Regions from separate parts of the Mus musculus genome. Here regions 1, 2 and 3 are each linked to region 4. Evidence: chromatin contacts called from public HiChIP or PLAC-seq and promoter capture Hi-C data. All regions are on one chromosome and are shown on one strand. Each heading gives the region's core, a stretch centred on a gene start, on an enhancer-like site or on the middle of the called end of the contact. The rest is flanking DNA. Distances are from core to core; before and after follow the strand shown.

Region 1 (6,274 bases), core at 500-2,999, 400 kb after region 4:
TAGGTGACTTGTTATTTAATCCTCACACATTAGTATATATTATCTTCATTTAACAGATGAGAAAATTGAAGCTGAGTGATATCCTGGTTCATACTGTTAAAAAGTTATAAAGTTATGAAAAAAAAAGATACCTATACACCCATAGCCTATTAAGTAGTGTTAGTATCAGAACACTGATCTTACACGCCATATCTAGTCTAACCTGAGTAGCCAGACAACACCCGGATTCTGAGCACAACCAGCTCTCCTCTTCAGAGTCAGACCTTCTCAGCAGAGCATGCCAATTCCCATTACATGTCATCAGCATCTTCTACCTACCACATTAAAACCCAGCCTCCCTCTTGTATATGGCTGTAGCTTCTGTTCCCTGAAGAACAGGTCCTCACAAGTAGCTTCTCTTTACCAGATTTCGTGTATTTTTCTTGTATCCTTCACCAGTCAGTCCCTTCACAGTACTTCCTACAACAGTTGTCACCAGCCTTACCTTAGCAGGACCCTCTCTCATCTTCTTGATTTGATCCTTATATTTCACTAGTTCAGCATCCAGCCGGGAAATCTTTTTGTCAATGGATTCTGCCCTGCTATCCACCTTGGAAGAAAACATCACATGCAGTGGTAATTATTGTAATATGTTTACATGGAAAGGGGCAGAAAGAGAGGGATATGCAAAAGAAAAAAGGAACAATATAGCAAAGGGCAGAAAATAGGGTTTTTCTTAAGGGTGGGGAATTCCAGCCCGAACCATTGGAGGGCTTTCATAAACTCTCTCCCACCTCCTAGATTCTGATATAGCAGCCCTCTCTTGAGGAAAACGATTTGGGATTCTCTCCGCTGGCTGAGATTTCCCAAGTAGGAGAATAGTCAGTTTGGGACTCTGCATGAACGTGCGTGGAATGAACCAATCAACACAGGCTAAGATGAGATCTAAAACCATTTCCGAGATCAGGTTTAATCTGGAAGGGCCAAGATTCAGAATTCTATGCTACTCAGACCCAGGACTAAGGTACAGATATGTTAACCCTGACATGGGTAAGGGGAGAAGAGTGAAAAAGGGTTTTTAAAAGGCCAGGTTAGACAAAGTGGGGTGTAGTGACATAGGGTACGTAGGTTGGAATGTGGGAACCAAAGCGAGGAAGAAGGGGTGGGGCACAGTGGGCATCGGAAAGAGCTAAGTGCAGTAAGGGCGAAAGAATGATGAGATTAGACTGTCTGGTCTCTGGGGTCAGGAATGACCTGGAAAACAGGGATGAAAGGGGTGGGGATGAAGAAGACTCAGGTTTAATGGGCCCGAACCAGGAATGGGGTGGAGTACGAATTCGGGATGGACGGGTCGGAGTGTCAGAGGTATGCAAAGTCAAATGCCCACCGTCCCAATGCAGTCCGTCAAGCTAGGTGGCGGAGCCTTGGGTTTCGCTTTTCCGAAGAATCGGTTCATCTTGGCCGGCTGCGAGGAAACCCAAACACTGGAGGAAAACCAGAAACGGAAGCGTAGTCGCTCTGGTGTCAATTTCCGGCTTCCCCCACCCCATGCGCAGGCGCAGAGTGCTCGCCCGAGTCTCCCGATCCCTTTTCCGTGTTTTCAGCTCCTCCTTCCGGAGAAGGAGCGCGGAGCTCTGGGAGAGGTGGAAAGACTTCTGAAGGAGGGGCTTATGAGGAGGGATAGGGCGGTGCCTTGGCGGAGTGGGTGGGGCTTAGACGCGGCTGGGCGGATAGGGCGGGGCCTGAAGCAGGGTCAGTTCCGAGGGCGTGGCGAGTAGATGGGGCGGAACTGGTGAGTAGTGGGGCGGGGTTGCAAGGCTGCGCGCCCGGTAGCCACCGCTGCGCTGTGAACAAACGCGGCCTGGCGGGTCGCAGCGCCGCGCGGCGACCGCGAGGCGACCGGGAGCCGCTGGGACCCAGGCTGCGCGCCCCTCGGCCTGCCCGGGAGCCGCGCCAGTCGGAGTCCCGGGCCGAGCGGGGCTTGCCTCCCTCTCAGCGTTCCTCTGTGCGCAGTGCAGCCAGCGGGCATGACCGATCCACCAGGGGCGCCGCCGCCGGCGCCTGCAAGCCGCGGGTGAAGAAGAAAGTCCGGCCCCGCTCTTCTCAGAGCGAGAAGGTAGGGAGCAGCAGCAGGGAGTTGACTAGAAGTAAGAAAGTGACCCGTAGCAAGAACGTGACCGGGACCCAGGTAGAGGAGGTGACCAAGATCGAGGAGGCGACCCAAACCGAGGAAGTAACTGTGGCAGAAGAGGTGACCCAGACCGACAACATGGCCAAGACCGAGGAGATGGTCCAGACGGAGGAAATGGAAACACCCAGACTCAGCGTGATCGTCACCCACAGTGAGCGCCAAGGAGGGTTCCGTAGATCGGGTTGGGATATGTGGGTTTGGCCACATGTAGTCTTGGGAGAAAGAAACATGGGTTCTTGGCTATATATATTTGGGGATGTTTTTGCTTAGGGCTGGTGTCAGGACATCTTTCCCTGTGGCCGGTCCCTGGACACTTATTGGATCCTCTATTTGGAAGCAAAGTTGAGTGTGTAACGCTAGTAATCGTGGGTCTTTGTGTCAGGCTTATATTAGGCCTTCTTGTGTGTAGAACTTCCGTGGTTCTGGACATCCACCAGTGTAAAGAGTACGAACTTGGTGCGTGATCCCGCTGTTCCTTATTTACTGAGTAGTGTTTTTGTTGGATGTCATAGAACCGCAGGTTCAATGGGCCGTGAGTCCAAGAGTTACTTTCTGGACATCTGGTTACATCAACACAGAACTAAAAACCTTGGGAAGTACACGAGAAAGCTGAAGCCATGACATTTCCTTAGAATCAGTTAGGAAAGACTAACAACAAACTTTGCTACCTAAACCATGGCTCTATATCCAGCAGTTTTATGAAACTTTGAGATGAATCCCCACCCCCACCCCCCCAAAGGCCTCTTGATGTCTGATCTGTGAGGCACAAATAGGAACTAGGACTCCTTCTGACTCTTGACTGGTTGGGAGCGCAATCTAAAGGTGGATTTGAACTCCACTTACTTAGAAAAGATTGAGTACCTGTTTTAAAACAAAAGAAAAAACCTCTCTGTTGTTGGATTGGTTTCGTTTGTTTGTCTTTGCTAACTAACCATTAACTATGGTGTACATAGGTGTACCCAGTATGAAAGACTTGGAGGAAAACAGTCCCTTGCTGGTGACATCAGGGAAAACAAGACCAATGCCATAGAGACAATAGGACAGCCATGCCACACATGAGGCAGGCAACTTGTGATAGAAAAGTGTGGGCTTTGATGCAAAGCTGGATGCAAGGTCAAATTCTGAGTCAGCAGTTGAAGGTTTCCCCGAGCGAGTCTTAATTAGACTGATAGCTGTTTTCTAATGGTGTCCTGAGGTTTTGAGATAGTGCATAGAACAAGTCTTGTACCGTTTATTCTGTATAATTGCTTAAGATATCAGCCATCGTTAAAATAGTTTTTTTTTTTTTATGTTAGAGGAAACAAATCCTCAAGACAAGCTTTGTAATGGGTAGCGTATGGATAGATGCAAGTGTGACCCTACCCTGAGCAGCCTGACAACCCCTGGATTCCCAGCACAACCGAGCTCTCCTCTCCAGAGTCAGGCCTTCTCAGCAGAACATGCCCGTTCCCATTATAAGCTTCTGAACGTGTGACCAGCATCTTCTACCTAGCTGAATTCAATCTCAGCTCCATAAGAAAACATCAGCTTAGAGTTAGGTTGATGAATGCTCATTGAATGCTTTTCTTTCTCCAGGCAATGAGAGGTATGACCTTCTTGTTACCCCACAGCAAGGTAACAGTGAGCCAGTTGTCCAAGACTTGGCTCAGCTTGTTGAAGAGGCCACAGGAGTTCCACTACCTTTTCAGAAGCTCATATTTAAGGGTAAGTGGTTTTCATTCATCTTTGAGTACTTATGGCTAAAAGATTTACTTTATTTACTAGGGTTTTTTTTTCTTCATGACAAGGTCCCTCTGTGTAGCCCTGGCTGTCCTAGAACTCACTATATAGACCAGGCTGGCCTTGAACTCACAGGGATCCTCCTGCGCATCAGGCGCCTGAGTGCCGGGATTAAAGTCCCTTCCCGGCAAGGGCAGATTTTAAAACTGCCTGGTCTTCCCTGACTTTTGAGTTTTCTGTGTGTGGATGGATGTGTTGCCTGCTTATGTGTTTGTGTACCGCGTGTGTGTGTGCAGTGTCCCCGAAGGTCAGGAGAAGATGTCAACTCCTCTGGAATTGGAGTTAATAGAGGGCTGTGTGTCACCATGTGAGTGCTGGAACCTGCACCCAGATCCTCTGCAAGAACAAGTGCTCTTAACCACGGAGCCAGTTTTCCAGCCCCCATCTTTCAGTTTTCAAGCCAGAACCATTTTCTTTCATTTCTTTATTTAACAAATATTAAGGGACCAGTCTACACTAGACTTTGAAAATATCTGGATTTGAAGTAACATAATGACAGACAGAATTGCTAAGATTTAGATTGACAGAGAGAGAGATCTTTGCCTTTTTTCCCCTGGGTGGGAGAGTGGTGGTCTGTTACAGCCCAAGCTGTCTTGGAACTGGCTATGTAATATACACTGTCAAGCCCTATGTCTTTTTCTTTTTAAAACATTTAATGTCTGAGTTTTAATTTTATCTTTCAAAATTGAGAATGGCAGCACACACCCATAAGCCCAGTACTCTGGAAACTAAGACCAGCTCCATGCCAACTGGGTGCAGTTAGTCTGCCATGCCAGCTCCATGCCAACTGGGTGCAGTAGTCATGCTCTGTCAGAGAAAAGGAAGTGGGGAAGCATGGGAGGAAAGGAGAAGGAAGGAGAAAGGAAAGAAAAGAAGCTCAAGTTTCACAGTAGAAAGGCCAAAGAAGAAAATGTTCCCCTGGATAAAGCTCCTTATTCATTTTTTTAATGGTACTGCAGGTCAATCAAACATGCTAGGCAAGAACAAACCACTAAGCTCTAGCCTCAGCCCAGTGTTTCACATTTTTCTTTTTATAACATTGAGTTTGCCAGCATTCGTTGAAGTATCCTGAGGGAAAGAAGGAGCTTTCATGACTACAAAATCTTTTATTATACAGAAATTATGTTAGGGCTGGAGAAATAACATCATACACACATATATAATTAAAATAAATTTAAAATGAAAGCTTTAGGGGCTAGAGAGATGTTTCCTGTAGTTGTGAGCACTGGCTCCTCATCCAAAGGACCCGGGTCCAGTTCCCAGTGCCCACACGGAGGCTCTAAACCAGTCAGTAACTCCAGCTCCAGGGTATCTGATCTCCACCAGCACCAGGCACACACCTGATGCACAAACATGCTTTCAGGCAAAATACCCATATCTATAAAACAGTAGTAACATGTTTTAAAGACATTTATCTGTTATGTGAACTATATTAATTTTTTGTTCCTGAAGACTATTTTTATTAACTATTATGTAGGAGCATTTTCAGTTATTTGCCTAGGATAAATATCTAGAGATGACATTGTCATATAAAGACAGTTTCCAAAAAAACAAAACAAAACAAAAAAACATTTCATTTATCTTTTTGTTTTGTTTTGTTTTGCCTTCCCCCCCCCCCTTTGGTTTTGGTTTTGGTTTTTCAAGACAGGGATGCTCTGTGTAGTCTTGGCTGTCCTTGAACTAATTCTATAGACCAGGCTGGCTTTGAGCTCAGATCCGACTGCCTCTGCCTCTGCTTCCTGAGTGCTAAGATTGAAGGTGTGTGCCACCAGTATCAAATATACCCTTTTCTTGTGAGCAAACATGAAAATGGCTTGTTGGTTTTGAAACACAGTCTTATTCTATGGTTTTTCTCTGGCCTGGAACTTAGTCTCTGTCTGCAGACCATTCTAGGCTTGAACTCAAAGAGATGTGCATGCCTCTGCCTCCTGAGTGCTCAGAGTAGGTGCGCCTCATCATGCCCCGTTTTCTGGGTTGTCTGGAAGAGCAGCCACTGTTCCTAACCATTGAGCCATCTCTCCAGTCCCCTTTTAGATTAGATTTGTGTTTCTGTCTCTGAATATTTATATTCATTTTATGAAAATTTCACACAAGGTATTTGATCGTATTCACTTCCCGGCTTACGTCTCCCCTCCTCCATTTGAGTCCAGTTTGTGTTGTCCAAATACTCTCAGATGCAGGGTGTGTCCTAGAGGGAGGCAGACCTGTCAGGAGATACACCCTGAAAGATAATTGACTCTTCCCACAGCCAATAGCAGCACCGCAGAGGTGAGGCTTTAATCCCACCTCTTTCTTGTGCATTGGCTGCTCTATTTTCAGTCTTGT
Region 2 (5,772 bases), core at 961-3,460, 500 kb after region 4:
AAGGAAGGAAGGAAGGAAGGAAGGAAGGAAGAAAGAAAGAAAGAAAGAAAGAAAGAAAGAAAGAAAGAAAGAAAGAAAGAGGCAGGCAGGCAGAGGGATGCTCACAGATATTCCTGGTCATGATAATGGAGGCCTACTTATAGTGTCAGATTTGTGAGGTTGAGGCAGGAAGATGCCAAGTTTAAGACCACCCTGGGCTATGCAGAGAGACCCTAATCTCAGACCAAACCAAACCAAACCAAACCAAACCAAACCAAACCACAAGTAGGTTGTGCAGATTTTTCAGGAGTTATGGGGTAGTCCAAATGGGTCTTTTCCAGAACAGGTTTTGGTGTTGGGGAACTGGAAGAACAATAACGCCTCTTTCTGAGGGGGATGAGGACGGGAGTGGGATGGAGGGGTTAGATTACTGTGTGCGGGACTCATTTGGCTGAGATGATACTGGAAGGTGGAGGGTTAGGGAAGAGATGTGGGTTGGATCCACAAAGTTTTGTGTTATCAGCTTATAGATAATAGAACCACACCTAAGGAACATAGACATAAAAGAGCCGCAGGGACCACAGCCTCAGGACCTCACCAAGGGAGGCGAGGGGCCAGAGAGGGTCGGTCAGGAAGTCACCTGATGAGCAGTATACTTTCTTTTCTTTCTTTCTTTTTTTTTTTTTTTTTTTGGTTTGTTTTTGCTTTTGTTTTTCGAGACAGGTTTTTTTTCTGTGTAGCCCTGGCTGTCCTGGAACTCACTCTGTAGAACAGGCTGGCCTCGAACTCAGAAATGCACCTGCCTCCCAAGTGGTTTTTTTTTTTTTAAATACTTTCTATGATTGCAACCAAATGTCACTCAGCCTGCTTTCTCATCGATGAATCGGAGACAGTTAACAACCCCTATTACATGGCATATATTGGTTAACAACAAACTCTCCAAACATAGGAGTAGCTAGAATTAGCATTCCCCATCTTAAGGTTCTCATCACATTCAAGGATAAATGGGTCTGAGGCCTCGGGGTCAAGACTTCAAGTGCTTAAATCTTCCAGCTTCCACTTTCAGATCAACAAGGTTAGGTAAAGGAACGCGCAGTGACAAAGTTTTTAGGAGCCCTGAGTTCCACAGCTTATCAGCTGTGAGATTTTACAGGCCATTCATTCTTATTCACTCCAAGGCACTGAAATCTTTGTTTACTACATAGTCTGGGCTGGCTCCAAACTCTGGCTCTTCCTGTCTCCGCAACCAGAGTCTGGGATTACAGGTGTTCACGACCGCGCCTAGATTCCAGTATTCTGTTAAATGGGGACTGTGTTCCAGCGCTGTGTACAACGGGCTGTTCTGTACGCAGGCTTAGGAATTAATGCAGTTTTCTGCCAGTCTCATCCCAACAAGCATGTGTCATCTCCATGTGGCATGCACTAGAGGCCATGTTGCACCTAGAACCAAGTTGGGCAGGTTCCTGAGGTTTCCCAATCCTGCAAACACTTATGTGGGAGTAAGAGTAGAGCAAGATGGTCACTTCCCTAGCAGGACTCAATAAGCAGCTCCTCCACTTTAGCCCCCTCACAGGCAGGCGGACCCAGCTAGGGTAAGTGGATCTTTGGAACGCCCCAGAGAATCCGTCCGCTGGCCTCGCGGGACGTCGAAGCCGGTTTCCTAGACGACCTTTCTCCACTCCATTTTCTCACTATCCCAAGGCTACCGCCTGTCCTCTTGTCCTCACTAGCTGCTGTCCCAGGCCCATACCCGAGTCACTGGGTACGTCAGGAAGTGGTGAGCAGCTCGTTGAACAAGAAGCTGGTTTAGAGAGACTTAAGCTCCACGGTGAACGCTAGGAAGAAAAGCTGAGCGCCGCTGGGTATGGGATGCCCGCTCAACCCAAGGCTGCGGTGGGGCTGGCGGAGCGCCACGTTTAGTCCCCAAGTGTCGCGACGCCCTGCAACCCAACCTCCCGAGGGCCCGCCCCTTAGTGCCTGCCCCCCAAGCTCCGCCCTCCCTTAGCTGCCAGAAAAACCCGGCTGAAGGTTCCGCCCCTCAGTCCCCTCTCCGAGCCTTGTCCCTCATGCCCCGCCCCTCTCGAAAAAGACCCGCTTTGCGGCCCCACCCCTTAGACTCCGCCCCCCCAGGTTCCGCGAACAGCCTTCCGAAACCCGGTTGAGGCCCCGCCCTAGGTCGAGACCACGCCCCCTGCTCATCCGCGCTTGTGGTTCCCGCTGATCTCTCCAAAGTCCCGCGGCCAGGGGTGTCGGCTTTCCGCCGCAGGCGGCCGGTGCTGCGCTAGGTCCTAGCCCCCTCCCCCCGGCCCCTCCTTCGATCGCTGTGGTCGGGTAGCGCCTGGCGGGCGGCCTGCGGGCGGGCCGTCCTCTCAGCCGTAGCCCACCCCCTCTTAAAGCCGCGGCGGGAAGATGAGGTTTCGTGAGCAGTTCCTGGGCGGCAGCGCCGCGATGCCGGGCGCGACCCTGCAGCGGGCCTGCCGCCTGCTCGTGGCCGTCTGCGCGCTGCACCTCGGCGTCACCCTCGTCTATTACCTCTCTGGCCGCGATCTGAGCCGCCTGCCCCAGTTGGTCGGAGTCTCCTCTACACTGCAGGGCGGCACGAACGGCGCCGCAGCCAGCAAGCAGCCCCCAGGAGAGCAGCGGCCGCGGGGTGCGCGGCCGCCGCCTCCTTTAGGCGTCTCCCCGAAGCCTCGCCCGGGTCTCGACTCCAGCCCTGGTGCAGCTTCTGGCCCCGGCTTGAAGAGCAACTTGTCTTCGTTGCCAGTGCCCACCACCACTGGACTGTTGTCGCTGCCAGCTTGCCCTGAGGAGTCCCCGCTGCTCGGTAAGACCCAGGATCTGAGGACGTGGACTCCTCGGATTTCCTCAGTAGGGTTCCAGGGATATTATCCTAAGATCTCTTTCAGGACTGCCAGCCACCAGGTTTTGATCAGAGTGCATAATCCCCAAGAAGGGCTTAATCCTCTTTGGGATGACCCAAAGAGAGGTTGGCTGGTGTCTCAAGAGGCAGGGGCCCTGTTGGGAAACCCCCAGGCTCTTACCCCAGCACCAGACAAGGCCCTGGAGACACCCTTGTTCTGGCCCAGGACTCAGGAAGTTTGAAGTTGGGGTCAGTTTAGAGTAGACTGAAAAGGCTGCTCTGCAACCTTCCCTACCTATAGTAGCAACACCGGCAACCTTCAACCTTCTGAGGACAAGACCGACAGTGAGAAAACCACCTCCCCTCCCCACCACCCTCCACTCCGCCTTAGAACAAGCCACTTAACTTTCTCTTTAAGGTTTCTTTCTGGTAAATGGAGATAATAAACCACACGTATTTTGGAGTTGTTTTGAAGAAGTAAATGAAACATTGTAACTAAGAGTTTAAAGAATGAGGATGAACTCTTAGAAAGTTGCTACAATTGTGGGATTTCCTCCTGTTTGTAGGTGCTGAACCAAGGGGCCTTCTGTCTCCCACCCCAAGTTCCTCCTCCTGATGCTTCCTCTTAACCAAACTGAGCAGGGCCCTCTCCAGGGGCAGAGGGCCTGTGTACTCAGGGGACTGACTGGAGGGCTAAAATTAACCCGGTCAATGGGGCTGCACTTTCCTGGAAATACTTGCCCAGCTGATACCAGGCAGGGGGGCAAGTATATGAGTTTGTGTTCCCAGTACTAGGCGACTGGCCAGGGTAGAACTTTGACTGGAGATCACAGGTAGTGCCAGGTTTTAGAGAATGTTTCGCAGAGTGAATCCCATCTCCCCACAGACAGACAGGCAGGCAGCGTGCTAATAGCTCTGTCTCATTCTGGGAAAGCCTTGGCAGAGCAGGCCTTCCTATAGCCTGTTGCTCAATGTCTCCAATAATTACTTCAATGTTTTCACATCAAGTTTGGGAGGAACCTCTTGGAATTGGCCAAACATGAGTAATCGAATTACTTTGGACTTGGTTGTTAATTTGGGAAACAGGAATAGTTCTATGGAAAGTGAAGTAGAACATTAGTCTGACTTCAAGCATGTTATAGTGTTTCTTCCTGTTGTATAAAGTGGACTTGTCTGTGCTTACCTCACAGGGCTATTTTTAGGACTAATTGAGATTGTATATAGAGTAGGCAGGCACTCAGCAAGTAATCAACAATACAGTTTGAGGATGTGAAGTGGCGATTTCTTAGACTTCCACGGAGATGGCTCGCTGAACAACATAGAAGAGGAGGAAGTGACCGAGTCCTCAGACCACAGAATGTCTGGGCCTTTTGCTTTTATTTTTGGTTGTTGCCTGAGCATCATGCAGAAAAAAGACAAATTAATTAGTTAAGTACCCCAGAGCCATGGACATAGCTCAGATGGTGGAAGGCTTGTCTGGCCTGCCCAAAGCCTTGATTATAAAACTGAGCAAACATCAGATCCTATCTCAAAGAGAAAACCAGGTTTATAGTTGTTCAGAGTATAGGTTCTTCCTGCTGAAATATGAGGGACTGTGGTAACTATAGTTCTGTTCAGTTTGGTTTGGTAATGTGGGTTGCTCAATTCATCCTGAAATAGACAGCTCAAAAGGACCTTACTGAGAGAGATCACTTTAGACTGTGGAGTCCAGAGGCCTAGGCCTCTTCTGGCCTGGCTACCTTCATGTGACTTGCATGGGACTGATGTCTAGGTTTCTGCTGAGACCACAATCGCAGAAACAAGGGTAGGAGGTTAGGTTTTGTTTTGTTTTTATTAATTTGAGCCCTTAGATTTGAATGCTTAGGTGCAGCTTTTGGGGGGCGGTTCTTGGTCAGAAGGAATCTTAAGAAAACTTTTAAGTGTATTTGGGACTCTGTGTGTGTGTGTGTGTGTGTGTGTGTGTGTGTGTGTGTGTGTAGTGTCAAGCCCATCTGTTCCACTGGGCAGGTGTCAGCCAAAGCCCTTGACCGTGGTTTTGAGGTTGGTGGGAGAAAGCACCCCTAGGGGGTTAGCACGGTGGCCTTTTTACTACTCACAGTTCCTTTCCCCAACTTTCCTCTGCTTTCTGGTGTCCAGCAGTCTAAGCCAGATGCTTGGATCTTTTTCAGTTGATAGCTGGTGACTTTGAGGTGGTAAGGGACCAGACCCGGCTGCTGATAGGTTGCTGTTAGATCTGCTTTTGGGTTTGTCAGAATATTTGAATGGACTTTAGATAGACTGAGGTTGGAATTGTGCTTAGGCAATATATGTGTAACCGGGGCAAACTGTATTGTTTGCAGTCCTAGTGATGGTGGGCACTCCTCTCATCTGTAGGGCTAGTGTGAGCCTCTGTCTGTCTGTCTGTCCCATCCTTCCTTACTCCACTGTGGGCTACAGGGGTTAGCTGGCCGTGCCTGATAAGTCTTCTATTTGCCCAGAGAACTCTAGTTACTTCAGGCATTTTCTTTAGCCCTGTGACAGGCCTCCAGGTAACTGTCACTGTGTACTCTACTGGCTGTAGCAGTGAGCCGGCCTTTCTGGCCCTCTGAATGTTTGCCCGGGCTGAGAGGAGGCATGGCCTTGTGGTTCTTTCCCGGAATGTTTATCTTTTTCCAGAAGGTTTTATCTGCTCATATTTGGCACAGCTTGACAAAATTTGACTGGCTGTGGCACAGGCATTTTGGGTGTGGTGTTAGTGGAAAGGGGGACAGCACGTCAGGCTGGATTGATTTGGGGAAGCAGGACTGGCTGATTCAGCCGGGGGTCTGGGACAGATGGTACAGATCTTTCAAGGGGGCAGTGGACACTGGACAACTTAAACCTCAGAGGCCCCTTTTGACCAACTGTGCTTTAAGGAGATACCCTTCATTTGTTCAAAGGGAAGATGTGTGTGT
Region 3 (6,290 bases), core at 1,222-3,721, 380 kb after region 4:
CAAAACCATCCATAATGAGATCTGACGCCCTCTTCTGGTGTGTCTGAAGACAGCTACAAGTACTTAAATATAAATAAATCTTTAAAAGAGATTTGAGGAAAGGGACACATAAATCAGGAAGCTGTCCCATGGCCTAAGTGAGACACATTTCAGTATTTTAAGTAGTAGTTCCTCCATTAGTGAGATGTCCTCTAGCCAAGGTATCATTATAATACAAGTAAGGGGTACCAGATACCCAACAAAACACAGCAATGAGAGAGTAATCCAACCAGTTGGCGCTAGAAAGCCTGAAAATAAGGGGGAAATTTTCATCCTGGATCAGTTTAAAGACCTTACTTAGGGCAATGGATCACAGCCTGTGGGTTGTGAGGTCTTTGGGAGCATAGAACAACCCTTTCACAGGGGTCACATAAGACCACTGGAAAATACAGATATTTACATTATGATTCATAACAGCAGCAAAACTAGTTATGAGGCAACAACAAAACAATTTTATGGTTGGGGTCACCACAACCTGAGGAACTGTATTAAAGGGCTGCAGCATTAGGAAGGTTGAGAACCACTTTTGGAAGTGGATGAGCTAGAAATGATGTTAAAGTAAGAACAAAGACTATAGACCAAGGAGGCAGGGATTTCTTGAACACAGGGACTCAGCACATGCTTTGGGGCGTGTCGGTGGTAACCTAGAGCGCAGTCCCAGAGGCTAAAACTCCGAGTCACAGCTAGCCCTCACTCAGCTCTGCTTCAAATGTCCAAGGGTGTGGAAATAAGTCAGGGCGAGGAGGAGAAAACGAACAGATTCGGTTTAGAGGGCCAGTGAAGGCCTGGAGGGGAGTGACAACGTATCTGCCTAAGTTCTCCACTCTCCAAGAAGATTTTTACATTCAAGTCAAGACTGGGGCACACCAATGCAATGTGTTCTTGCACTCTTTAAACTGAGACAGGGAAAAGAACATGACCTGTACAGGCACATCCTAATAGTGGCCCATCAATCTGTCAGAAGTGCAATTGTAATTCAAGCCAATGTTGGACATTGCTGTGATTTTCAGGAAGAGCAGGCCATTATGTCAAATCTACACAGTGGGTTGTGACAAGTCGTCATCGTGGTCTTCTTCTTAATAGTAATGTTAAGAGTATGTTGTTGAGAGTAAAAGAAACCTCTGCTTCTCGGCCTCCAACCCCATCTTCCCAGACAGGATCTCACTATGTAACCCTGGATGGTCTGCAACTATGTAAACCAGGCTGGACTCCAACTCGAAAGATCCTCCTGTTTCGCCCTCCCGAGGGCTGGGATTAAAGATGTGCGCTACCATGTCTGATAGCACTGAAACATTTGGTTTACTTTAAAAACAAAAAAACTTTTCTTTTAATCTTGTGTTCCTGTTTTAGCAAGGGTGCTTTGGGGGGACAGGGACGGGATATATGCCACGTGTTTGCTGATGCCCTCCGTGGCCAGAAGAGGGCGTCAGATCGCACAGCTTTCCAGGTGGTTGTGCAAGCGAACGTGACTGCTCTGTTGAGGAGCTACTGTTCTTAAACACTTGAACTAGCGCCCCAGCTTCTCGGTTCACATTTACATTTAGGTAAATGTGTACTAATACCCCATGCAAAACGTTCCTTTTTTTTTTTTTTTTTTTTTTTTTTTTTTTTGCTGTCCACAAAATTTGAAAGCCCGGATTGACCAATACACCTTGAAGAAAATGGAAATAGCTTATACGAACAGTCAAATGAGGCTGTCTCTACCACAGGGGTAGCTCCAGGAGGGAGAGTGAGCCAACAATCAGGGAGAGAACAGGGAGGGTCTGGGAATTAGCTTACTACTCCAGGCTGACAGATGAGGTAACTGAGACTGGATCACGTCACGCACCTCAATATGGGATTTCACACCCCCTCAGGACTGGGCCCGCTGGCTGGCTGGCCCGCGCGCGCGGAACCCGCCACTCCGAGAGGTAAAGAACACACCCCTAGCACAGCGCGCAAACTCGCTGGCCTCCAGGGCCCGCTACGGAGAGTCGCCTACGCCCGGCCGGCCGGCCGTCCGCCCGCCCGCCCGCCCGCCGGACTCTGCTCCGCGCGGCCTCGGGAAGGCCGGAAGGAGCCCCGCGGGGGGCGCCAGAGGCCCACGTCCGCTCCCTTGGCGCCGGGACCCGCCCGCTCTCCTCGGAAACCCAGGGGCCGAGCCTCCCCATCCCGTGGAAGATGGAGGAGGGTTCCGTACGTGCAGCGCGCGTGGCTTGGCCCTCGCGAGCCACTGTCCCCGCGCAGCACGCACCCCACTTGCCACCGCAATGGCCCGCACCCTTCGGACTAGACTGCTAGACCCTAGGGGTCCCGCGCGGGAAACGGGACAGTACCTGAGACCGGAGGCGCCTCCGCCATCCCGTGCCGCAGCACCTCAAGCGAGCCCCGCCACCGAGCGAAGGCTGTCACCTGGTCACGTGTCCCGGATTTCCGGCGCCGAGAGACTAGTCGCTCCTACGCGCCCGGGGACAGCCAAGGGGGTGGTGCTACCTGAGCACACAGTGAAATGGCGCATTTGGGACGTCAGACAAATGCGCCGGCCCGGGTGCAAGCGGGGTTTGCGGGGGGGACACGAGTGGCTGGAGGAGACCCACCCGGACCGCAGGATCTACTGCCCCCAACTTGCGTAATTGCTTTTCGAGAGCTGCTGGGTTCTCCAGCTGCTACGCCTTTTTGTCAAGTCCTGCCATCCGCCCGGCTTCAAATGACCTTCAGCTAAGAGGCGGCCTGGAGCGGCTCACGCAGGCGACGAGGGGGGGGGGGGCGCTGTAGTAATCAAAGGGCATTGTGGAGGAAAAGACTGCAAAACAATAAAAGGTTACCTGCCAAGGGTTAGGTAGCCCACGACTTCAGGACCTGGGAGGCTGGATCGGGGGTGGGATGGGAGTGGGATGTAGTGAGTTCCAGGTCCTGGGCTACCTATCCCTGTCTGTGTAAAACGAAACACAGTATCTAAAGGACTAATAGCAAATGAGCCACAAACCGGTAGGCAAGTAACAAATACAAATGAACACCAACTGAGGTAGACAGTTTGAAGTTACTGTGTTTTTTTTTTTTTTGGAGGGGGGGGGAGAGTGGGGAAAGGGTGTCCTGATGTAGCCCCTGTTGGTATTCAGGCATTCTGCTGGCCTGCCCCCAGGACCCTAGCAACCACTTAGACCTGCCTCCACCGTGTGTGATAGGTGTGTGCTGCGTCTAAAGAGACGCCCCCAAGCGTCCCCCCCCTCCCCCCCCCCGCCACCCAGCAGCTGTCTATTGTCAGCGTCCGGTCCCCTTCTCTCTGCCCCATGGCTTTGCTCCTGTCTGTCTGACTGGCTCCATGCCTACTTGTCTGCCTCTATTCCTTTCCTAGGCCCTCACTCCTCTTCTCCCAATAAACCACTTTTACTTCAGGTCTTGTTTGCATGACGTAATTTCTCAAGGTTGTACCTTGGCACGGGCCTTGCAGTAGGATCTTCTCTGTCTCAGCCTCTTTTATAGTAAAATATAATCTTCCAAGGTGAGGTGTGGTGACTTAGACTTTAATTCCAGCACTCTGGCAGCAGAGACAGTAGTTCTCTGTGAGTCTGAGGCTAGTCTGATCTACATAGTGAGTTCCAGGCTAGCCAGAGCAACAGTACAACACTGTCTCAAACATTCTCCACGATGTGACCATTTTGGTTACAGGGCTTCTGCACTTCTTTCTAATATCTACAGACTAAGAAGCCTTCGACTGGGTGGCTTAGCCTGCCCCTAACCGAGCACATTTAGGAATCCTTCAGGAATTATATTTGAAAATCGGCCTCAGAAAGGTGAGACACGAAACCGTTGTATTTGTACTACCTGCAGTAGTGAGATGATGATGATGAGAGAGACAAGAGGAGGGAGTGGAGGGGAGAGAACAGACGTTTGTGGGCAAGTTGCAGAGTCAATTGGCATCTTTGGAATTTAGTAGGCTACACACTACTTATTTTCAAATGACATCGTACTCCAGAACCTCGGAGCACAGCAAAGGCCAATGTATAATGTTTAACAAAGTCAAATGAAGATAGCAATTTATCATTAACGCCAAAGTTAACCAGCCTAAAAACCCAAATGATCATTATCTCTGACCAGAAGTTCCTGATGGAACAGAGCCCTGGCTTAGTTCTCAGCAGCAGACACCTCCATGGTCATCACACAACTTGGGAAAGTTGGTTCTCTCCTTTTACCTATGGGTCTGAGGGATCTGACTCAGGTCAACAGCCTAGCAGGAAGGGCTATTACCTGCTGACTCCTTGTCAGCCTTCTGGTTGAACATTACTTAATAGCCTTATGGATTTCTTCTTTTAGACTTCTCATTTTATATCTGTTGTCTATTCTTTTCTGTTGAGTTGCTGTGTTTTTCTTGCTATGGACTTTTAAAAAAAATATTTCTCTGTGTGTGTGTATGTTGAACATGATTGTCTGAGTGTATGTATGTACATGTGTGTCCAGGGGTTCTTGGAGGCCAAAAGAGGGCACTGGGTCCCCTGGAGCTTGAATTACAGGCAATTTGATTTTACGGAGCTGTTAGTGATTTTTAAGTCTCTCTCACACAAACACACACACACACACACACACACACACACACACACACACACGTATATATATATATACACCAGAAAGATGATAAATAAATCCAAGAAGTGAAATTATGCGTGTAAACAGCAGGTCTTTCATTCCAAAGATTACATGAGATATACCTAGGCCACTAGAAACTGAGAAGGAAACTGGGCTTGGAAAATGTTAAAACCAGGGATTGGGGCAGTGAAATAACTTAGCAGATAAAGGTATTTCCTGCCAAGCCTGGTGACCAGAGTTCAGTCACCAGGAACCATATGATGTGAGGAAAGAACTGATCCTTGCAAGTTGTCCTCTGACCTCCACAGATACCTGTGACCCCCCACCTAAAAAAACAATGTGACTTTTGAAAAGCAAGGCTTAATGATTTCTTGGCTATGGAGGATGAAGCAAAATGTAGGCAATGAAGACAATTCTACAGCATTCTGTTTAGGTGACAGGATAATGGTTTCCCTAGCTGGAAGGGAAAACAGCAGAGACTTGGGTCTGGAGGAAGGTGATGATCTATCTGTCTTTGCTATGTGACTGTCAAGTGCTTGTGAGAGTCTGGGACATCCAAATAATTGTCTGGCAAAGAGCTGGATGTTTGCAGCTGACACAACTACTAGAGACCCACAGCTGGTTAAAGTGTAGAGCCCACGGGGTACCCAGCTCCAATGGGTACACCTACAGGATCTCTATACCCAAGGCTCAGAGAACATCTTGGTAGAGAAATCATAAGGAGTTTAAGAGTTAGAGAGGCAGGGTGGATGCTTTCCACGAGTTAGCATCTTCGAGATAGGACAGAAAGGTTGCACTCACAAAATCCTAACACTATGGTTGCCTAAATAAGACCTGCATAATGACAACTCCAGTTGATACACCAACCCAAATGGAGGAAATTTCACAAGGCTCCACCATTAGATGACGAGCTATAGGCAGTCAATGGCCGCTGAGGAAGAGATAACTGTCAGTTATCTCCAGGAATAAGCCACTGACAGATTATCCCGTCTCAAGTGTTCAGCCCTAAACACATGTACAAGTGAGCAACACTAAGTGGACTTGGTAGGCTACACATATATATACATATAATAATTGGCCGGGCGGTGGTGATGCACGCCTTTAATCGCAGTACTTGGGAGGCAGAAGCAGGTGGATTTCTGAGTTCGTGGCCAGCCTGGTCTATAGAGTGAGTTCCAGGACAGCCAGGGCTACACAGAGAAACCCTGTCTCGAAAAACCAAAAAGCAAAAAAAAAAAAAAAAAATTATAGAAGAGGTCATGAGGGGCTAGAGAGATGGCTCAGCAGTTAAGAGCACCGACTGCTCTTCCACAGGTCCTAAGTTCAAATCCCAGCAATCACACGGTGGCTCACAACTATCCACAGTGGGATCCGATGCCCTCTTCTGGTGTGTCTGAAGACAGCACAGTGTATTCATATACATAAAATAAATAATTCAAAAAAAAATTCCTGAAAAAAAAAAGGAAAAAGAAGAGGTCATGAGTTCAAGGGAGTGGGGGGATGTGGTAGGAACTGAAGCTAGGAGAGGGGGGTTGGACTGAAATAAGTACGCTGTACTCATATAGAACATTTTCAAAATCCATAAAACCCAGGATTCTGAAAACTGAGGAAACCCAGAGCGGGAGGCACAGGTGTGAGGGTCAGCAGTGAAGGCCACGAGGGTGGCTGAGGTCACTAACGAACAAGCA
Region 4 (6,616 bases), core at 3,448-5,947:
CGCTCAACTCTAGGAATGTCAATTTAAAAATCATACAACAGATAGCATTTTAAACTCTCCAGGTTAAAAAAAAAAAAGTTAGAAGTCTCACAATATCAAGTTCTGAAGGGGAAAACGAAGCTACCAAAACACACATGGGTAGCCTCTTGACTCAGCATCACAAGATTTTCCCATGAGCCAGTGCAGTGACTCAAACACTGGAAGTGTTGAGTAAGCATGAAGTAACTGATAATGAGCAAAGCCTGGTGGCCAAACCTGTAATCCCAGAGCAGAGGCATGGGACAATACAGCCTGGTCTACACAGACCAGCCAGGGTTACACAGAAACTGGTTATACCCAATATAATTTCAAGGAAACAAGCAAAGTATTCCCAAATACAAATTCAGGTCCTTAGGAACAATTTAATACAACAATACAAGCAAGAAAACTTTCAGTCCTTTCCCAGTGTATCCCGTTTTGGTTTAGAGGTGTGGTACAAAGTATTCAGGCATTCATTTCCTCTTAGCACACTGATGATATCATAAGTGACTAAAATTCTAAACAACTGCTTTCATTCACTACTCTATTTCAATGTGAACAGATAGATAGTTTTCACATGCATGCCTTTATAAGGAAAAGTGAGATATGCTTGTGACGGCTCGATCTGCCTGTGAACCCATTTACTCCCTCAGGCAATGAGCAGCCACACTGAACAGATCTGAACTCGGGTTCAGATTCTCCATTTAAACTGTAATCTGGGAGGCCAGAGACATGACTCAGCGGTTAAGAGCAGTGGCTGATCTTCTATAGGACCCAGATTCAATTCCCAGAATGCACATGGCAGTTCACTAGTCTGTAACTCAAGTTCCAGTGGGCCAGACTCTCACACAGACACACAGACAAAACACCAATGTACATAAAAATAAAACTTAAAAACAAAACAAAAACAACTGTAATCTGAGCCGAATGTGATATCACATGCCACTAATCGCAGCACATGGGAGGCAGAGGCAGGCTGATCTCTGAATTCCAGGCCAGCCTAGTCTACAGAGTGAGTTCAAGACATAGGCCAAGGCTACACTTAGAAACCCTGTCTGTTTTTAAAAAAAAAAAAAAAAAAAAAGGAAGGAGGGGGAGGGTTGCTGGAGCACTGACTGCTCTTCCAAAGGTCCTGAGTTCAAATCCCAGCAACCATAAGGTGGCTCACAACCATCTATAATGAGATCTGATGCCTTTTTCTGGTGTATCTGAAGACAGCTGCAGTGTACTTACATATAACAAATAAATCTTTAAAAAAAAAATTAAGGCCAGCCTTGAATACATAATCAGTCAGACCTTGTCTCAAAACAAACCATCAATAAAAGCTTTTATATGTTTTAAGTAAGTATTTGGAGCCAGACAATGTTCCAGGGACAGCCAGGGCTACACAGAGAAACCCCTGCTTCAAAAAAAAAAAAAAAAGCATTTAATACAGAAATAGAGAAACATGTTTCTTAAAATTACCAGGACCCTGGACTAATGTCAGTCGAAACACTAGCTGTTCTGGAGCTGGGCAGATGGCTCGACAGTTTAAGGAACTGGCAGCTTCTCCAGAGAACCTGGGTTTAATTCCCATCACCCACATGGCAGCACATACCTATCTGTATGTCTGTAGCTTCAATGCCAGGAGGTGTGGCAGCTTCACAGACGTACATGCAGGCACATCAATGCACATAAAATAAAAATGAATAAATCTTAAAAAAAAAAAAAAACAGCCAGGCGTGGTGGCGCATGCCTTTAATCCCAGCACTCGGGAGGCAGAAGCAGGCAGATTTCTGAGTTCGAGCCCAGCCTGGTCTACCAAGTGAGTTCCAGGACAGCCAGGGCTATACAGAGAAACCCTGTCTCGAAAAAACAAAAAAAAAAACAAAAAAAACAAATACACACTGGCTGCCTTTCTAGGAGACCCAGGCTCAATTCCTAGCACCCATTTGGGAGGCTAACAACTGTCTGTTCCAGAAGATCTGATGTCCTCTTCTGGCTTCTATAGGTACCAGGCATGACTATGATACACAGACCTATATACAGGTAAAAGACCCATAAATATAAAATCAAACTACATCTTTAAAAAGGAAGACTAGGGGGCTGGAGAGATGGCTCAGCGGTTAAGAGCATTGACTGCTCTTCCGAAGGTCCTGAGTTCAAATCTCAGCAAAAAAAAAAAAAAAAAAAGGGAAGACTAGCCGGGCATGGTGGCGCACGCCTTTGATCCCAGCACTCAGGAAGCAGAGGCAGGCAGATTTCTTAGTTCAAGGCCAGCCTGGTCTACAGAGTGAGTTCCAGGACAGCCAGGGCTATACAGAGAAACCCTAGAAACAAAAACCAAAACAAACAATAAAAAGTAAGACTATCAGACTTCAGGCACTGAATTCATGTGTACATGCACCTCAGACACACACATCTACATATAATTAAAACCAAAGAAAAAGAAAGGCCTACTATCAGTGTTACTATTGGCTCAGCAGGTAAAGGGAGGGGAGGGGAGGGGAGGGGAGGTGCTGGAGAGATAGCTCAAAGTTTGAGAGTACTATCTCCTCTTCCAAGGACCCAAGTTCAAGTCCTAGCACCCACACATCAGCTTACAACTATGTTAGGTTCCGGGACACCCTCTTCTATGCACAGACATGCAGGCAAGACACTCGTACACATGTAAGTAAATTAACTAAAAAAATAAAACTAAAGGAAAAAAGGAAGCAAAAACACATAAAACATCATGATAAAGTAGAGTTTTAAATACAAAGAAAAGTTTAAAGTAAAATTTGAGGAAGTTTTATATTCAGATACTTTAACTTTTATAAATTAATACTTTTTCCACAATGAGCAGGTTAGTTATCTCCTAGGCAGCGGCAAGGACATTTACTAGAAAAACACTAATTCTCCTGCTCCCATAATTAAGTCTCAGTAACTGAAAGACACAGTAGGCTTTCAATAAGTTACAGAATAGAATGAACTAGAGACAAAAACTTACAAAATTTCACTTAAAATGTTAGGTAATTCTTTTCTTACTTTTGTGTTCTTTGCATTAATACAGAAACGTTCAGTTTAACTAAGCATGGATATTAACTAGAAAGAGCAATTTTTATAAGCCAGTGGGTAGTACATTCCTTTTGTCCCAGCACTTGGGAGGCAGAGGCAGGCAGGTAGTTCTCTGAGAGTTCAAAGCCAGCGTAGTCTACAAAACAAACTCCAGGATTGCCAGAGCTACACAGAGAAACCTGTCTCCAAATTTACAAAAAAAAAAAAGGGGGGGGCTGAGCTTACTGACCAAAAAAAGAAAAAGAAACGCTTTTAGATTTATTTCATATATCTGAGTGTTTTGCCTGCATGATGTATGTATATATACCACATCCCTGCCTATTAGCAGAGGAGCATCAAAAGGTGGCACTGGAGTTATGGATGACTGTGAGATATCATGTGGGAACTGAGAGTTGAACTTGGTTGGGTCCTCTGCAAGAATGAGTGCTCTGAATTGTTTAACCTTCTCTCCTCGCCCCTAGAAGACCTATTTATCAATGAAAACGAAATGCCTTGTTATACCATCAAATTAAAAAAAAAAAATTCAGGTAACACACACCATGTTTATTCAAATTCCCAAATACTAACAATTACAACTGAGAAGACAAAACACTTTATCCATGAAAATGTGAACAGAATTTGAGTTTACAACACTCTATGATGTCTGTCTAAAAAGTATCAAAATCTCACTCCAGTTCAATACAAAATTGTTTTAAATAATTATATTTCTAAGTCTCAACTCAAAAAACACGAGGCAACAACACAAAGGTGAGGGATCGCTGGTCAAGAGAAATGCTTAGCCTCAAAAGAAAGACACGGGGTTGTTTCTGAGACCCAGGGGTATAGTCCAGGTAATCGCCCAGAAAATTAAAAAAGGAAGAAAAATCTAGAGAAGACCACAGTGATGAGACAGTTAGAGAAGACCACACAATGCCAAAGATATCCCCCAAAGCAGTCACCCCCTGGTCTGATTTCTCTCCCTCATCTCTCGCTCAGATAACTAAATCCTCACATCCCAAGCTCACCCTCAACTCCCCAGCGCGCTACCTTCTTTACTAAATCGGGGTTCCTCTCCTGGACCGGCTCTAGCTCCCACTGAGAGAAATCTTTCCCTCAAGCTCGAGATTTCCACTGAGCCTGTCTTCTGAGCGAATTAGTCCCCTTAATCCGAACTCATTTGCCCGCATCCCGTCCGCCCTCCGCCCCTTCAACTCCGGTCCCGTCACTCTGACCCTTCGCCCAGAATCCGCCCCGAGTCGTCGGTCGTCGTCCGGCTCTTCCTCCCTCCCGCTCCTTTACTCCAGATCCTTTCATCCCTCCAGGCTCCTGGGCGCCCGGTCCCCATCTTCCCTCCTCCCGGTCGCCCCGTACCGGCCCCTTCCCCCAACTCCGCCCCTCTCCCCCTCCCCCAGAGACAGGCCCCCTCACCTGAATGCCGCTGCTGTCCCGAAAGCTGAAAGGTGCTGGCGCCGCCCGGCCTCCCGGGCTCAGTCTCCGCTGGGCTCCCGCTGCCCCTAGGGAGAGCAAACACCACCTCTTCCAACTCTACCCGCCCCGAGCCAGACCGTCACCGTAGCCACCACCAGTACCACAGCCGCCATGTTGAAGGCCTACTTCCCTCCTCCTTCCCCTCGACGCTCCGCCCCTTTAGGCGTCTGACATCATGGCGCCGCACCCCACCCGCCCCGACCAATGGGAGGAGCCGACAGTGACGTAACTAAATCCCTCTTCCAGAGCTGAAGGGTTCCTGCAACCGGGAGCTTCCTTACTGAAGGATCCCTGCGGACCCTAAGGGGAAGAAGAAAGGAGGGGTCACTGAGAGGGTAAGACTCGGGATAAGAGGCGCGGCCAAGGCGAGGACACGCCCAAAGCCTTAGCCGCGAATCCTCTTTGGAAATTAGAAACCCTCTCAGACTCGTAGACCAGTCTCATACTCTTTGGTCTCACTTTCTCCATTTATTTTGAGGTTTTGTTGTTTTTCAGAACAGGTCTCATATATCCTAGACCCAAGTTTATAAATAAATTGGTTAAACAGTAACTATAAATGTCTCTTCAATTTTAATATCCAGTGCATTCAAAGTCGAAACACAATCCAAGCCTTCACTGCTTTCTGTGTATTGGATATAGGCTCATGGAGAATTTATAATTTGATTAAATTAATATTTTTCTCTAAAATTTCATGATCAATGGAAGAAATAAGATCAGAGAGAGTTGACTCTAGTAAAACTCAAAGAGTATTACTGGTATGGAAAGTGCTTAGAGATCAAACCCAGGGCCTCCTAGACAAGCATCCTTAGCTGACATAAAGTGCTTTGGAGAAAACACAATGCACTGCCCTGTCTACTTTTCCAGCCTGTTTTGTCTCCAGATTTTATGTAGCAGACAAGATGGTATTTGAGCTTTGAAAAATGAGGAGGCTCTAACTCTGGGTGCAACATTGTGGGGAGGGGGTCACGGTGAGCAAGGAACAGCAAACTGTCAATTTTTGGTTATCTGTATTTAGTTAACAGATCTGTGGAAAGGCCAGTGAGCAAAGCAGAACTCTGGAGAATGAAAGTGGCCATAATAAGTGGGTGGCTCACACGGGGGGGGGGGGGGGGGGGGAACCTCTACACTAAAGTGAAAGCAGTGAACGTTAGGGAGTAGGAGTGAACTTGGGCAGCTTCAGGAGAGACTTCACTACAACATGCAATACAGAAAGGAAATGGTCAGATTTTCCAGCTCTCTCTCTCTCTCTCTCTCTCTCTCTCTCTCTCTCTCTGTCTGTCTCTCACGTACACGCACACATGCATGCCTGTGGGAGTCTGTGTGATTGTCTGTCTCTCCGTCTGTGTGTGTGTGTGTGTGTGTGTGTGTGTGTGTGTGTGTTTGACTCTCTTGTTTGAAGCAGGGTCTTGTGTAATCTAGACTGGTCCTAAACTTGCAATATTTAATACTGGCTGTCCTGGAACTCACAGAGATCGGCCCATCTCTGCCTCCAGAGTGCTGGGATCAAGAGTTACAGCACTGTATCTGGTTTAAACTAGGCTCTTACCAATCTCTTATTAAGAGAAACTGCAATTTCCTGGAGCACAAGAGAAGAACAAATATCTATAATCCCAGCATTTGAGAGGCTAAGACAGGAGGCTCCAGTTATTCTCAGCTGCATACTGAGACATCAAAACCAGCCTGAGCTACATGAAACACTACTCCTTCCATAAAAATAAATAAAATAGGGCTGATAGTACAACTCAGTGATAGAGCCCATGTTTGGCCAAAAGACATAAGTTCAACTGGCCAAACTGGCCTTAAAATGCTGGCAAAATAACTAATTAATTAGTCAGGCAGTGGTGGCACATGCCTTTATTCACATCACTTGGGAGGCAGAGGCAGGTGGATTTCTGAGTTCGAGGCCAGCCTGGTCTACAGAGTGAGTTCCAGGACAGCCAGGGCTACACAGAGAAACAAGAACAAAAACAACAACAACAACAACAACAAAAACTAATTAATTAAACAATAACTTTCTAGACAGGTGTGGAGAGAATATTAGCTTGGGAATCAGAAACGAGGTAAGATGCACATATGTAATATATTGGTGCTCTTA

Evidence for each region. HiChIP or PLAC-seq counts read pairs in DNA pulled down with a chosen protein or histone mark. Capture Hi-C pulls out chosen DNA fragments and counts their contacts.
Region 1: an H3K4me3 HiChIP or PLAC-seq map of bone marrow-derived macrophages shows a contact between it and region 4, with 5 times the contacts expected there. The contact joins the promoter of Bag1 here to the promoter of Ubap1 in region 4. A contact is called at or near these places in 3 of 39 promoter capture datasets (cranial neural crest, frontonasal cranial neural crest and maxillary cranial neural crest), 3 of 484 Hi-C or Micro-C datasets (CD4 T cells, CD8 T cells and regulatory T cells) and 6 of 115 datasets of contacts at active chromatin or transcription factors (the 230-238 cell line, bone marrow-derived macrophages, effector CD8 T cells and 3 more).
Region 2: a FOXA1 HiChIP or PLAC-seq map of pancreatic cancer cells shows a contact between it and region 4. The contact joins the promoter of B4galt1 here to the promoter of Ubap1 in region 4. A contact is called at or near these places in 4 of 39 promoter capture datasets (cranial neural crest, embryonic stem cells, frontonasal cranial neural crest and 1 more) and 2 of 115 datasets of contacts at active chromatin or transcription factors (embryonic stem cells and pancreatic cancer cells).
Region 3: a contact with region 4 is called in a promoter capture Hi-C map of adipose tissue. The contact joins the promoter of Nfx1 here to the promoter of Ubap1 in region 4. A contact is called at or near these places in 1 of 39 promoter capture datasets (neural stem cells), 4 of 484 Hi-C or Micro-C datasets (CD8 T cells, embryonic stem cells, muscle stem cells and 1 more), 1 of 115 datasets of contacts at active chromatin or transcription factors (thymic regulatory T cells) and 2 of 9 other capture datasets (adipose tissue and liver).

What each region holds. Positions count from the first base shown.
Region 1 is chr4:40,943,769-40,950,042 of GRCm38.p6, reverse strand. Bag1 (BCL2-associated athanogene 1) reads left to right here and starts at 1,749. Exons shown (of 7, transcript NM_001171739.1): 1 at 1,749-2,321; 2 at 3,746-3,874. The coding sequence starts at 2,249. It overlaps Chmp5 (charged multivesicular body protein 5), which reads right to left and starts at 1,490. Exons shown (of 8, transcript NM_029814.1): 1 at 1,367-1,490; 2 at 485-589. The coding sequence starts at 1,435.
Region 2 is chr4:40,850,422-40,856,193 of GRCm38.p6, reverse strand. B4galt1 (UDP-Gal:betaGlcNAc beta 1,4- galactosyltransferase, polypeptide 1) reads left to right here and starts at 2,210. Exons shown (of 6, transcript NM_022305.5): 1 at 2,210-2,803. The coding sequence starts at 2,389.
Region 3 is chr4:40,967,124-40,973,413 of GRCm38.p6, reverse strand. It overlaps Nfx1 (nuclear transcription factor, X-box binding 1), which reads right to left and starts at 2,471. Exons shown (of 24, transcript NM_023739.3): 1 at 2,355-2,471. The coding sequence starts at 2,379. Gm52692 (a long non-coding RNA gene) reads left to right here and starts at 3,255. Exons shown (of 2, transcript XR_003955193.1): 1 at 3,255-3,812.
Region 4 is chr4:41,347,077-41,353,692 of GRCm38.p6, reverse strand. It overlaps Ubap1 (ubiquitin-associated protein 1), which reads right to left and starts at 4,697. Exons shown (of 7, transcript NM_023305.3): 1 at 4,462-4,697.